Regions from separate parts of the Sus scrofa genome. Here region 2 is linked to region 1. The links are chromatin contacts, called in public HiChIP or PLAC-seq maps. All regions are on one chromosome and are shown on one strand. Each heading gives the region's core, a stretch centred on a gene start, on an enhancer-like site or on the middle of the called end of the contact. The rest is flanking DNA. Distances are from core to core; before and after follow the strand shown.

Region 1 (7,118 bases), core at 3,024-5,523:
GGCACCAGGCACTGCACAGGGGAGGGTTACCTGCCTCATCCTCCCTAATTCGCACAGCTCCTCTGTGACTGTGGCTCAGAGAGGTGCATTAACTTACCCCAAGTCGCACAGCAGGTTGAGGTGTGGCAGAGTCAACGTCAGACCAGAGTCCAAAGTCTACCTCTGCCGCTAGGAAAAAGGCTCTGTATCCCCAACCCCCACCTCCCACCAACTCCGGACTGGAATGTGCTGGGCACTCTGCAGTCTGGGGAGAGCTGCCCAGTTAAGGCCTGCAAGTAGCCTGGCCAGGCAGACCCCGGGCCTCCCCGGACAGAGGCCAAGCTCACCCACTCCAGGGCAAAGCAGCCACAGACGACCCGCAGGGAGCAGGCATCTCTCTGTGCCCACAGAACTTGGTTTGGAAAACCAGGCAGATGGACCACAGTGTTCTGACCATTGCTCGAAACCGAGACCAGTCACTGTCCTGCTGGACAAGAGGCTGCCCATGAGGTTGGCAGAAGAGGAAGTGATTCTCAGCCGATGACTGCTTCCTCCTGGCCACCGCGGAGGGCTGACGGCGGGGCCACCTGATCCCGGAGCAGCCTTCTCGTGAAAGCCAAGTCGCAGGACACTCCTGCTGGGGTCCGAGGGGCCTTCCTACCAGGGCCTTGTGAAGAGGGGAAGGCAGCACCCACTGAGCCGGCACTACCCGCGCGGGTCCGAACAGGTGGTGACGGCCGAGAACCCAAGTGCAGGAGGAAAGGCGCCCACGTGCTGGGACCCCACCCCGGCCTCAGCCAGGACGCAGCCGACCGGCCTGACTTAGCCCCACAGAACATAAGCTGCCATTTCACTCTAAGTAATCCCCCACTTCTCCTGCCGAGCGGCTTAAAAGATAGTCCCCCGCCCCTTTCACTCTCACTAATCCTGAAACACGAGCCGACACCAAGCCGAGCAGACGCCAAGCACATGGGGCGAGCAGCGCAGAGGGCTGCAGGGGACAGGGATGGGACAGAAGCACCTTGATGGCCCCGCTGCTCAGAGACCCGCCTGGGGCCACAGCCTCTGGCCCCTGAATTCAGGACAACCGCCTGTCAAGAGGGTAAAAGCTCCTGGAAACGCAGCTTTCTCCAGGCCTGGCCGAGCCCCGGAGACCGCAGCCCCCGCCCCCTTTAACCTGAGGGGTTTCCAGCCCCCAAGCAGTAGTATTTCCTGTTTGCCCTTAATGTCCAAAGCCTCTCCACACTGAAGCAGGCACGGATTCAGCTCTGAACACACGCTGCCCTGTCTTCAGCAACGCCCGGGGCCAGGCGCTGCAGATACAAAGAGACAGACGTGGCCCAGGTGTTTACCGAGCACTTCCGGGAAGCAGCCCGACACCTGGCTTGCCCCCCCCGGGGGGGGGTGCTGGGAGAGAGGAGCAACCCAGGATGGCCGAGGAACAGATGCCAAAGTGAATAATGCAGACGCAGCCCTGCCGGGGGAAGCACCCGGGAAGAAGTGAGAATTCACACTCTTCACACTCGGACTAGCCCTAACGAGGGGGTCAGGGCAGCAACGGGCCCAGAGTCAGGACTTGAGACGAGAGGGCAAGGGTCGAGAGGCTTGGGGCTTGGCGGCCAGTGGGTCCCAGGTGCAGCCCAGCTCTGCACCTCCGCCCCCAGCAACCTGTCTGCGGGCTCTTCAAGGAAGCGCTCCTTCAGATAAATGTCCTGGGACCACCTCTCCTACACGGCTGCACGGCTGAGCTCCCCAGCAGACATTCTGCCCGGCAAGAGCAAGCTGCAGCCACACTCCCAGGGAACTCCCAACCCGGCAGGTTGCCGAGAGACTCCAGGGCTTCCGTTTCTTGGAACTCCTCCCCCTCAGATCCAACCCAACCCCTCACCCAAGCACTCGGCTGCAAGCCCAGGTGCTCAACCCTGAGTCAAAGGCCCAGCAGAAAATCTTCCACCAGGCCCTCCAGCCCCAGCATACCTGCCAGGTATGCGTTCATTAACCTTAACTACGAGGTCAGGGCCTGGACATTTTCCTCCGTGAATCAACATCCTGTTTCTCTTCCAGTCGCTTAATTACTAGTGTCCCACCCGTCCAAACACCCCTTCCCCTCCTCCACCCTCGTCCAGATTCCTCACTCAGGGTTTAATTATCGACAAGTGAATCTCTGGGACATTCTCTCATCAGAAACGAAGGGGGTAAAACCTAAGAAGGGGTCCCTTACACATTCGCTCATGGGTTGATGACCATGACTAATGGGAATTAGCCTTACGCCTTCCGGAAAATGCGCATCTGTGGCTAAAGCTAAAAACTTATCTTCCAGCAACTATTCTGAGACAGATGCTGTATCTGCTGCACTACCTTCACATTGTGAAGTGTGATTTCATAATGTGTAAATCAAATGTAGTTAAGTGGATGATGATGAAAGGGAGCAACTATAATATCGATATATTCTGAGATTAACTAATTACTTGCCCCAAAGGACTCCTATACAGTACATGATAATTGTTTTTAAATAGTCTCGAGACAGTAAAATAAAGAGATGAATTGCCTGAACTGTGCAAACTCTGAATCCGTCTAGTGCATTGACAGCCAGTGCCTCAAAACAACCCCGTGAACAAGAGCAATGTAAAATCGGACTCCATATGCACAACTGGAAAACGCTCAAGTAGAAATGCAAGGGAATGACCACTAAGACCCACTGTTTAAAAAGAAAAACAGAACAGTAAAACATACAGCCACGCTATAAAAGGAAAATCACAGCTAACAAAAGCCTGTTTCTATCCTGGAGATGCCTGTCATTTTCTGGGAGGCCAGTTCTCCGAGAGCGGAGCTTGGTCAAACGATCAGTGGACACAGCTGAGGCTTGGGGGAGGTGCGGGTGGGCGGCAGGAGCGCTGGCATCTCAACCCTAGTTCTACCCAGGACTGGTGGTTCTGTGGTCACTCGAGGTCTCATTTCCCGATCCTAAGGTCAGGCCACTCTGAGGATGATCTCGGTCGGGCTTCTGGATCTGGACAAGGGATCACACTCTTTCTGGGAAGCCTATGCCTGGCAAATGCTGGGCTGGCAAGGCACAAGGCCAAGGGCAATTACGTAGGCCCAAGCCAAAGGCAGGAAAGTTAGGATAAGGCCTGTGAACCGCCTAGGATACGTACAGGGAATAACTCTTCTTCCAGCACAGCCTTTTTTTGAGTTTCGATGCCATACAGCTGCCGAGACAATTCTTTAAGTAATAATCGAAACAGCTTCTATTATCACCTGCACAACAGTCTGATGAAACACAAGCAGCAAACCAACCTAGAAACTCCTATCCTTTTGAGAGAGCAGCAGGAAAACTAGGTTAATGAGAAAGTAGATTGAAAAAGATTTCCTATCTGGCCCTTCCTTGACACCCCTGAGCCACGCCTCAATATGAGCCACATTCCCTTCGAAAATCACTCTATGGACGGCACTTTTTGAGACTGTTGTGTGGGTGCGTGTTGTGGCTGAAAACGATGGAGCGCCAACTCCCTAAATGCAAGTCACTGAGAAAGGCAGGCCACTAGTATCAAACCCCACGCTAACGTTAAGTAAAACGTCTGGAATGTGAGAAAATGAGGGGAACATGGGGATTCGGGATTCCAGAGCCAGTCAGTACACCGGGACGGAGAAGAGAAGGTGCTCCCGGCGGGGGCAAAAGAACCTAGGAGAGAAAAGAAAGTAGATCCCAGCAGAGTCCGGGGTCTGGGAAACCTCCTCCGCGGAAGAGCAGAGGAGGGCGAGACAGACACCCCGAGGGGGAGTGGCTGGGGCTCTCGGAGGGCGGTGGGAGCCAGGGCGCCATCCTGTTCATCCTCGGCCCAGGACAGGGAGTCGGGGGCTCCGGTCGGGCTGGTGAGCAGGGGGCAGCGAGACCCGGAGCCGGGGCGGTTCTCTCAGAGTGGGTCAGGGGGTGTGTGTGGGGCCGCCGACGGGGGCGGCCCGAATCCTCCTGGCTGGCCCGCGCGGCCCTCACCTTGTCCGAGTCCAGGTCGGGGTCGGCCTGGCACAAACGGTACAGGAAGGATTTCGGATCCCGGCACAGCGTCTGCCGAGTGGTGAGGAAGTAGGTGCCGCCGACGTTGAGCCGGACCCATTTGGACACGTTGCCGGGGCGCTGGGCCAAGGTGCCGAGCCCCGCGCTGCAGCGGCGGCACAGGCTGCCCCCCAGCCCCGCCCCGAGGCCGCCCGGGGCCGGCGGCAGCAGCTCGCAGTGACTCTCCGCCATGATCCCAGCAAGCCCGGCCACAGCTCCCCTCTGCCGGAAGCGTCCGGCCTTTAATACAGTCCTCCGGGCTCTGTCCCGCCCACGGGTCCGCCCTCGTAAGGCGCCCACCCCGGCGTCACGCGGGAGGCGGAAGTTCCGGTCCGGAAAAGCGGCCGGCCGTGCCCCCTTCCGGCCAAGTCCGGCGCGGCGTGGTCCGGCATCGCCCTTGTGGGCAGGCGGCGGTGGAGCCCGGCGTCGCGCTTGAGAGGGGCTGGCCGGTCTTCGCCGGGCGCGCGCTGTGCCCGAACACCCTGTTCCTGGCCCCGAATTCAGGTCGCCCTGCGACGCCCGACCCGCGCCCCGGCCAAAGAAAGCTACATCAGTGAGCGTCTACATTCTACATGCTTTTTTATTACAAGGCTACCGAGCATACGTGGAAAATTCATCATCCGGTAACTACACCTAAAGCACAAATATTTGAAAAAAAAGAATAAACAGATTCATTAAATTATGATATGATTAAATCATCGACCAAATAGAAAATTTATATAATAAAGCCAGAAAAAAAGTTGTAAAATATAGTTTACAATAATTATTCACATTCAAGGCTGTACATCAATACATACAACAACGTGGCCCGAACATGAATTCAACCCAAATAATTCATATATTAGATTTTAAATAACACAGACTGAACTAGAGGCCAACAATAGCCAGCAAATAACCTTATATAAGAATAAAAATACAAAAGTGTATATCCTAATATCATTGCATTATTTGTTTCCGTAAGTTTTTTTTTTTTTTAATATTTGCTTTGCCTGTACATCACAGTTACAGCTACAGACCAGGTAGAGAATATTACACATGTTCTGACTGCCACCAACCTGAAAGACAGCTAGCATACTACTGATTCATCCTATTTTGTGTTGTTAATAGCTACAGCAGCTCTAAATATTGCGAAACTTTGATTTTGTCAGTGTCCAATCAAACGTAGGATCATGGCAGAGGCTTTTCACCAGCAAAATGGCCCCTACTTATAGTCAGGCAGCCAGAAGGGTTAGACGAGGGTGGACCCCACAGCTAAAAAAGGTGCGCCTTTTGTAAAAAGTTCTCTGTACATAAAGTTTGGTCGTTCTTCATACTGAAGAAATGAGTTCTGGGTAAATTCTGGTACACATGAGGCCTGTTTAGTTGCCCACCATGGCTGTCTGAACTACAGGTAAAACTGCCCTTTGCCGGAAGAGCTTCCTCCCCAGACCAGTTCTCCACAGGCAGCCTAATTTACAACCCTGCACTCTTGGGCCAGCAGCCTGCACCCTCAGAGGCTCTGGGAGTGACACCTGCCCTGATTTAAGGCACTTGCCATGGAGTCTGCCTAAGGGGCAAGGGCCACACCCACCTGAGTCACCATCAGTTCATGTTAAGTTTGGATATGAAAAGAAACAGTATGGCAAACCGCATATATACAGCACTATCTCCAAGAATAGTACCTGCACACACTCTCCATGCTCTCCCAGTGGCTGCTGCCTCTGCCTCAGTCTGTGGACTGTCCCCGGGAGAAGGGAATTTGGGGTGTCAGAGGAAGGTAGGAGACCTAATTCCACACAATCCAGCCGGCGTCTCTGGCATAGTCAAGTGGCACTAAGCGTGGCACCTCGAAAAATCTCATGCATGTTTCCCCTCAGAATTGACAGACCCCAAACTAAACAGGAGAAAGGAAGAAAACCCAATTTGGGGGGTCTGGACTTTAAAGACAACTAGACGACCTGCAACACTGGGGCCGGGGCCGGGGGCGGGGGGACAGGGGAGGAAAACCCTTAAGTCCTTCTCAGCCGGGTCCATCATGTTCTACCATGAAGAGGCCTGGCCAGGGTGCTCTGCTGAGCCGCTGGGCCTTGGACGCTCCGAGTCCTACGATGGGAAGAACAAGGGGGCAAACACTCTTCTGTAAAATCCAATTGTCTACATGGTTTCTTCTTCAAGTAGAGCCTTTGCTCTTTGATTCCAAATGGCCTGATGTACTGAGTCTATAAGCTTAATTACAAATCATCCACTAAGTATGTGGCAAGGTCAGTTCAACACTTTTTATCTCTGCTGACTGTGCAGATGCAAATTCAGTACCATTGTGGACACAAAGTACAAGATTCTGTAAATATCACCAAGCACTTGAAAGCTGTAGAAGCAGGGATGGGAAGTTAACATGCAAGCAAAACCAGGTTCTTTCAATGAAAATAAGGAATTGGCTTTTGGAAAAACATGTCACTAATGGCCAGCGGTAATGACATTACTTTAGCATTAAAAAAAAAAAAAAAAGCAGTCTTATTCAAACATTTTTGGGAACACACGGCTTGCCAGAAATTGATTTGTTCAGTATCTACAGGACACAACTAAGGAAGTTCTGTACGGGAACTCTGAGCATCTAGGCAACAGATCCTGACAGAGGAGGAGACTATACTGACTGTAAAATGAACAAACTCTTTAACCCAAAAATACCACTTCTAGGAATCTGAGGCGGGGGGGGGGAGATCAGAGTCAACAATCGAAAGATTTATAAGGATATTCATCACAGCATTATTTAAATAGTGAAAAACCAGAAATAATCTAAATGTGTTCTAGCAGTGAAATGGTCAGATAAATTATGATAAAAAATATTAACCATTAAACTCTAAAATCATTAGAAACAAGGTTTTTGAATCATTTTGTTCATGACATGACAGGAAGATAAATACCAAGTGAAAAAAAGCTGGATGCCAAACGGTGTATGTTTCATGTTCCCACTTCAGGTGCAGAAGCAAACACGTGTGCTGCGGGGAGGCGGGCGGCAGGCTACACTCGGTATGCTCACAGTGGTCTCTCCTGGGTGCTGAGCCTACAGTTGATTTTTTTTAGGAGACACATGTTTTCAGAAAGTACA
Region 2 (6,582 bases), core at 3,283-5,782, 100 kb after region 1:
GCAGGTCCCCAGGGCTCCCTCGGCAAGACTAAATGGACAGAAGCTTTGCTGAGCCTGAAAATGCTGAAGAGAGAGGGAGATGACCGGAGTTGGGTCTGTAGATCAAAAAAACCAAGCAAGAGTTCCCATTGTGGCTCAGCGGAAATGAACCCGACTAGCATCCATGAGGACCCAAGTTTGACCCCTAGCCTGGGAACCGCCACACACCGTGGGTATGGTCCTAAAAAGACACACAAAAAAACCCCCAAAAAACAAGCAGACAATGCTAACTCCAAGGAAAACAGAGCAAGCAGATCAGAACATGTAACTGAGCAGAGCCCCCAGTCCTGATGACTGATTTAAGCGAAACTAACCGGGGAGGAGGGGCATGAGGGGCTCAAGGGAAGCAGACTCTGATCCCTGCTGGCGGAGAGCACATTTACAAGGCCAAAAACCAGAAAGATGAGCGGGAGTACCGGCCTCTACTTCATCGACAAGGACGCAAATTCCAAGGGTCAGCTGAGTTGAAAGTGATTATTTCTGGGTGCGAACTGGTGGGAACAAAGGGCAGCTGTTTTCCTTAACAAGTCATGTGATACATAAGTTCACTGAAGAGTCAAAGGAAGGAATTCCCATCATGGTGCAGCGGAAACGAATCTGACCAGGAACCATAAAGTTACGAGTTCGATCCCTGGCCTCACTCAGCAGGTTAGGGATCTGGCGTTGTCGTGAGCTGTGGTGAAGGCCGGCGGCTACAGCTCCGATTAGACCCCTGGGCTGGGAACCTCCATGTGCCTTCAGTGCGGACTTAAAAGGACAAGAGACAAAAAAAAAAAAAAAAAAAAAAAAAAAGAGTTAAATAAAGAGCTAGGGAAAGAGAAACACTGGCTGAATTTTTCCAGGACAGTGTTTTGAAAAGGAAAGCTAGGGAGTTCCCTGGTCTGGTGGTTAGGACCCGGCACCTTCACCACTGCGACCTAGGTTCAATCCCTGGTCTGGGAACTGAGAGCCCACCTCAAACCGCTGCATGTGGCCCCCCCCCTCGCCAAATTCTAAGTAGTCAAAACAGCCTGCAACCTTTGAAAACCTTATGTTTTCCAACTGGGACAGGTTGGGGGGTGGGGGGAGGCGCTGGGGTTTGGGAGGGAAATGCTATAAAATGGGGTTGTGATGACAGCTGTACACCCATAAATGTACAAAACTCGTTGAGTAATTTAAAAAATAAAAAATAAAACAAACAGCCTGGAATTGAAGGAAAGCAGGAGTATGTTCAAGGCACAGAAGCACTGGACAAGGTCGAAGTGCGGAGGGCACGTGTGGCCAGAGCAAAGTGCCTGGCTGCCACTCTCAGGCAGTGCCTCAGGCCGGCTCGCAGATAATGAGCCAGACTCAGAGCCGGTGGTGACCAGACCCTCCTCCAGAACGTGAATGGCAAGGCCGGAGGGGACAGCACAGAAAAGGAGTCGTGGGTCTCAGTGGACCTGAGTGACATCTGAGGACATAGCAATCCAGTCCTGCTCACTGTGAACCACCAGCCCTGGGGGAGGGGGGCAGGAGGGTGGGATGGGGGGCAGGAGTGGGGAGGGGGTGGGATGGGGGCAGGAGTGAGGGAGGGGGCAGGATGGGGGGGCAGGAGTGGGGGAGGGGCGGGAGGGGGCAGGATGGGGGTAGGAGTAGGGGAGGGGCGGGAGGGGGGCAGGAGGGGGGGAGAGGGCTATGAGAGGTCCACAAGCAAACAGTCCTGCAGTTTCTAAGGTGACACAGGTATTAAAAGTTTTCACATTCAAAACCCTCCCCACCTTCCACCCCGGATCAGTCTACTCTGCCTCCCAAGGTCCCCATCCTGTAAGCATTTACATTTGCCTGCTGGGATTCCGCCGTGAGCTGCAAGTCCTACTGGCCAAGGCTCCTTCTCTTAAGGAAGCAGCCCCAGAGTCCGTGCCGCGGGGCTGCAGAGGAGGTGCGCGGCCAGCTGGAGTGGGGGACAGAGCAAGGCACCTTCCAGGCAGAGCCTGGCGGCAGAACAGGAAGCTGCCTTCTGCCGGGATCGGCTGAAACGCCGGCGGGGAGGGCGTGCTGGGGGCTGGGGCGGGGGGTGGGGAGGGACTGGGGAAGGCCACTCGGGAGGGACCCAGAGCTGGGACAGCGGTCAGGAGACTGGGCGACAGTCACGGAACTCACTGGTGGGGACTGGGAGGGAGCAGACAAGAACGGGGTGGCGGGGGTGGGGCCGAGAGGGTGGGCCTGTTCCCAGACCCCGGGCAGGAAAATCTCAATCAAGAGAGAAAATGCCAGGCCAGGTGCCTGTTTTCAGCAGGAAAACGAGCTTGCTTTTGACATCCGACTCCAGGACAGGAGAGCTGGGGGGTAGTTTCCACAAAGATGTCCATAGCTGACATTTATCAAGTATTTTTTTTTCTTTTTAGGGCCGCGCCCGCGGCTCATAGAGGTTTCCAGGCTAGGAGTCAAACTGGAGCTGCAGCTGCCGCCCTACACCAGAGCCACAACAACGCGGGATCCAAGCTGCGTCTGCGACCCACACCACAGCTCGCAGCAACACCAGATCCTTAACCTACTGAGCGAGGCCAGGGATGGAACCTGGAACTTCACGGTTCCTCGCTGGATTCATTTCCGATGAGCCACGATGGGAACTCTTACCAAGTATTTACTGTGAACGAATCACAGTTATTGAGCACCCACCTCCAAGAGACGGATTCCGTTATCATTCTTACTTAAGGTTTGAAAAAAATGGAGGCTCAGAAACAAGTAACGATTGTCCGGACTCTCTCAACCCCGACTCTCTCAGCCGATAGCGGAAGTTAGGAGGCGGGACCCCACAGCTCCAGCCTCTGAGTCTTGTGTCCACAACCTAGAGGGAACCCCAGAGCAGGCAGTACAACCCCAGATCCTGAAATGGACCCTGTGCTGGAGGAAAGCTACAGAACTGGAACACAAATGGCAGCCTAAAGGAGGGCCCTGTTAATTTCATAAACTCGGTGACTCGACTCTGCTCGAATAAAAGACTAGACGAGCTTTTAGGAAGAGGTTAAGATGCAGGCCACCTACTTTCAAGCAGTTCAGTAAAACAGAACACCACACAGGCAGAGAAAACAAGATCAAATGCTAAAATGCAGAAAAGAGCAAAACTGGAGAACCTTCATGAGAAGTTAAATTTTTTTTGTCTTTTTAAGGCCGCACCCGCAGCACATGGAGGTTCCCAGGCTAGGGGTCTAATCCGAGCTATTGCCGCCGGCCTACGCCATAGCCACAGCCAGGCCAGATCCGAGCTGCATCTGTGACCCTGTGACCTACACCACAGCTCACGACAACACCAGAGCTTTAACCCACTGAACGAGGCCAGGGATCGAACCCCTGCAACCTCATGGTTCCTCGTCGGATTTGTTTCCGCTGCACCACGACAGGAACTCCAAAAAATTAAATTTTTTAAAAGGAAAAGGAACCGCAGACAAGGGAATCCCAAGAGCTACAGGTGAGGGAGAAGAGGAGTGGGGAGCGCTGGCAGGAGTACAGAGGAAGGCCCAGGATAGACCCTGGAGCTCCCTTCTGGAAAACTCGTTCACTGGAGTCACATACCACAAACCGGTCGGGGCGGGGGATAAGCAACTAAGAATGTGGCAATCAGAAGGTTCCCTCGACCTAGTCAAGGCGGTGGTTTCTGGTGCCTGGAGGGGCCGGAGTGCAGGGTGGGGAGGGCAGGCAGCAGCTGCAGGCCGAGCTGGTAGAGGGATACCTGCTTGAGGAAGCCGAGGGGGAAGGGGACCCCGGGGACCCCAGGGACCCCAGGCCCAAGTGAGGCTAGACTCAAGTGACAAAGGGTGTCTGCACAGGGAAGAGACGAGATTTGAAAATTGATGAAGGTGGGTGCTTCTGGGGCCTCCTACACTGGAGGCCGGCAGCCTGAACTCACCTTGTGATAAACCTCCGGTGGCGAGGTGACCAACGTGGGGCAGAAGGAGGTAACTCCGTGCGACAAAATCCTCCGGGCCACCAAGGCGACTCCCGAACCCACGTCCTCCGTGGCCTGAGAGAAGTCAACGCCAAATCCACCTGCGGCCACAGAAAAGAAGAGGTTCGCACGGGGCCCAGAGCTCCTCCTCTGGGTCCCCAGCCAGCGGCCCCAGCCCGTACCGTTGATCTGCACGTCGATGAAGCCAGGCGCTAGGATGCAGCCCCCGCAGTCCCGCTGCTCATCAGCCACGCGCCGCTCCTCAAAGAACAGCTTCTCGGGGTCCAGAACGCGGCCCCCGCGCACCCACAGATCCTCCCTGCGCACAGATGGAGGCGGGGGCTCGCATCGCCGGTCCCGAAGCCCACCGCAGCGGCCCCGGCCCCGCGCCCCGCGCCCACCTGAGCAACGCCCCGCCCCGCAGGATGCGGCAGTTGGTGAACTGGAGCACCGGGGCCCGGGCCGCGCCCTGCCCGCCGCGCATCCTGAGCCCAGCTGAGCGGAAGGCGCCGGATCCCGCGCCGACAGTTCCGGCCCCGCAACGCGGCCGGGCCCACGTGACCCTCAGCTGACGGAGCGCGCCCACGTGACCGGCGCGCCCACGTGACCGGCGCGCCCGGCGGCTCCGCAGTGACGCGGCGGCGCGCTTCGCGGGAGGCCCGACCCCGCCCCAGTCCCGCCGAGCGAGCCACACACACAGGCGTCCAGTCACATCCGAGAACTTTATTGGACACAGTTCAGCGCCAGGGCCCGGTGGGCCCCGAGCAGCCGGGCGGCAGGAGGGTGGTTCCATCCCACGAGTCTCAGGGCAAATGGTAACCTCGCGACGCAACAGTGTACCTGGGATGACTATATAGTTGGGAGACGAGGGCTGCTCCACAGACGAATGAACGGGTCAAAACTTTATAAATAAACATCCAGTGAAGAGAAAGTGACACCTCTAATTCATCCTTATACACAGAGCACTCTAGGGGTGGGCGCGGCCGGAGGCCTGCATCCTCACTGGTCGGGGGCCTGGATGGGTGAGTGGTGGCCCGGACGTCCACGGCACGGGGCTGGCAGGGGCAAGGCTGGGGCAACAGACGATGGGCACTAGGACACTGCGCATTTACAAGACCAACTACAGGGGGGCGGAGGCCCCGTGCGTGTGTGTCAGGCTGTTCGTTCTGGAATGAGGAGGGGTGGTCTTTACATCCTATTCTGTGTCTGGTGGGCCCGGAGGGGCTACTTTGTGGAGAGGATGAGGGCAACGATGAGACCGTAGAGGCCGAGCACTTCCGCGAAGATGAGGATGAGGATCATGCCCACGAAGAGCCGGGGCTGCTGGGCAGTGCCCCGCACGCCTGCATCGCCCACAATGCCGATGGCAAAGCCGGCTGCCAGCCCGCTCAGGCCCACACTCAGGCCAGCGCCCAGCTGAAGGAAACTCCTGGGGGAGAGAAAGGACGTGAGGTGGGTGTCAGGCAGCAGCCAGGGGGGCGGCGGGCCTGGACCACCAGCCACCCACCCACCCACCCACCCGAGGCGCCCTCTCAGCCCCCGGCCGGCACTCACTTGTAGAGACTGATGCCTTCAGTCAGGGAGTTGGCGATGAGGACTGCCACCACCAGGCCATAGATGGCGATGATGCCTGCCATGACCACGGGGATGATGGACTTCATGATCAGCTCTGGCCGCATGACAGACATGGCTGCGATGCCAGTGCCGCTCTTGGCCGTCCCATAGGCGGCACCCAGGGCTGAGGGGGGAAGGTAAGGTCAGCCCAGGGCACCTGGACCAGGACCCTGGAGTACCCTTGGGCATACCTGAGGGCCACACAAAATCCCCCACAAAGGCAAAGATGAAAGTGCCAGCCAGCCAGGAACAGGTGGAGCGGGGTGATGGCTGGGCCCTCAAGGGGCCCCGTGCAGCCTGGGCTCCTTCTCCAGAGGCCAAGGCTGTCAGGCCAGTCCGGGCTCCAGCTCCCCTGGGAAACACAACCCATGCTCAGCAGCACGCCCCACTCCTGCTACCCAGGTCCCATGTTCCCAGGAAGCCCTGGCACAGCTGCCTGCACCCTAAAAGGTGGAGCTTAACAGGTACGGGAGCCCCGTCACAGGGGGAACCAGACAGCTGGGCCCCAGAAGCCTGACAGATTCCAGGCACCTTTTGTCTCATGCACTTTCCCACATTAGGAAAGGCCTGGAAAGCATGAGCTGAGTATCTCCAAGAGCCCAGATGTTGGGCCAGGGTCAGGCCACCAGTCCAGTGGGTGACACTCCCACACCCAGTGGAAGAGCCACTGCCACACAGGCTTGGGGGAGCTGGGCTGGCCGTTCTTGCCCTCTCAGGCCAGAGCCTCGCCACCTCCCCACTCTGCCCACCACCGCCCGCCCTGAGGGCTCATGTGCACAGCCACAGGCTGAGCACTCTGCCAGGAAAGGCGCTCTCGGCACCCTCAACCACACAGTAGGCTGGGACCCTTGAGTTTGGAGAAAGGACGAGCCCAAAAGAATAGGGCACAGGACGGAGTTCCCGTTGTGGCTCAGTGGTTACCGAATCCGACTGGGAACAATGGGGTTGCAGTTTCGATCCCTGGCCTTGCTCAGTGGGTTAAGGATCCAGTGTTGCTGCGAGCTGTGGTGTAGCTTGCAGAT

The links. HiChIP or PLAC-seq counts read pairs in DNA pulled down with a chosen protein or histone mark.
Region 2: an H3K27ac HiChIP or PLAC-seq map of alveolar macrophages shows a contact between it and region 1. The contact joins the promoter of AMDHD2 here to the promoter of KCTD5 in region 1. A contact is called at or near these places in 6 of 47 Hi-C or Micro-C datasets (epiblast stem cells, heart right ventricle, liver and 2 more) and 1 of 2 datasets of contacts at active chromatin or transcription factors (alveolar macrophages).

The regions. Positions count from the first base shown.
Region 1 is chr3:39,425,335-39,432,452 of Sscrofa11.1, forward strand. It overlaps KCTD5 (BTB/POZ domain-containing protein KCTD5), which reads right to left and starts at 4,274. Exons shown (of 6, transcript XM_013987853.2): 1 at 3,974-4,274. The coding sequence starts at 4,225. It overlaps PDPK1 (3-phosphoinositide-dependent protein kinase 1), which reads right to left. Exons shown (of 14, transcript XM_021086751.1): 14 at 4,594-7,118.
Region 2 is chr3:39,528,058-39,534,639 of Sscrofa11.1, forward strand. It overlaps AMDHD2 (N-acetylglucosamine-6-phosphate deacetylase), which reads right to left and starts at 4,533. Exons shown (of 11, transcript XM_013987849.2): 1 at 4,348-4,533; 2 at 4,129-4,265; 3 at 3,908-4,047. The coding sequence starts at 4,430. ATP6V0C (V-type proton ATPase 16 kDa proteolipid subunit) reads right to left here. Exons shown (of 3, transcript XM_003124744.4): 2 at 5,501-5,684; 3 at 4,650-5,375. The coding sequence ends at 5,171.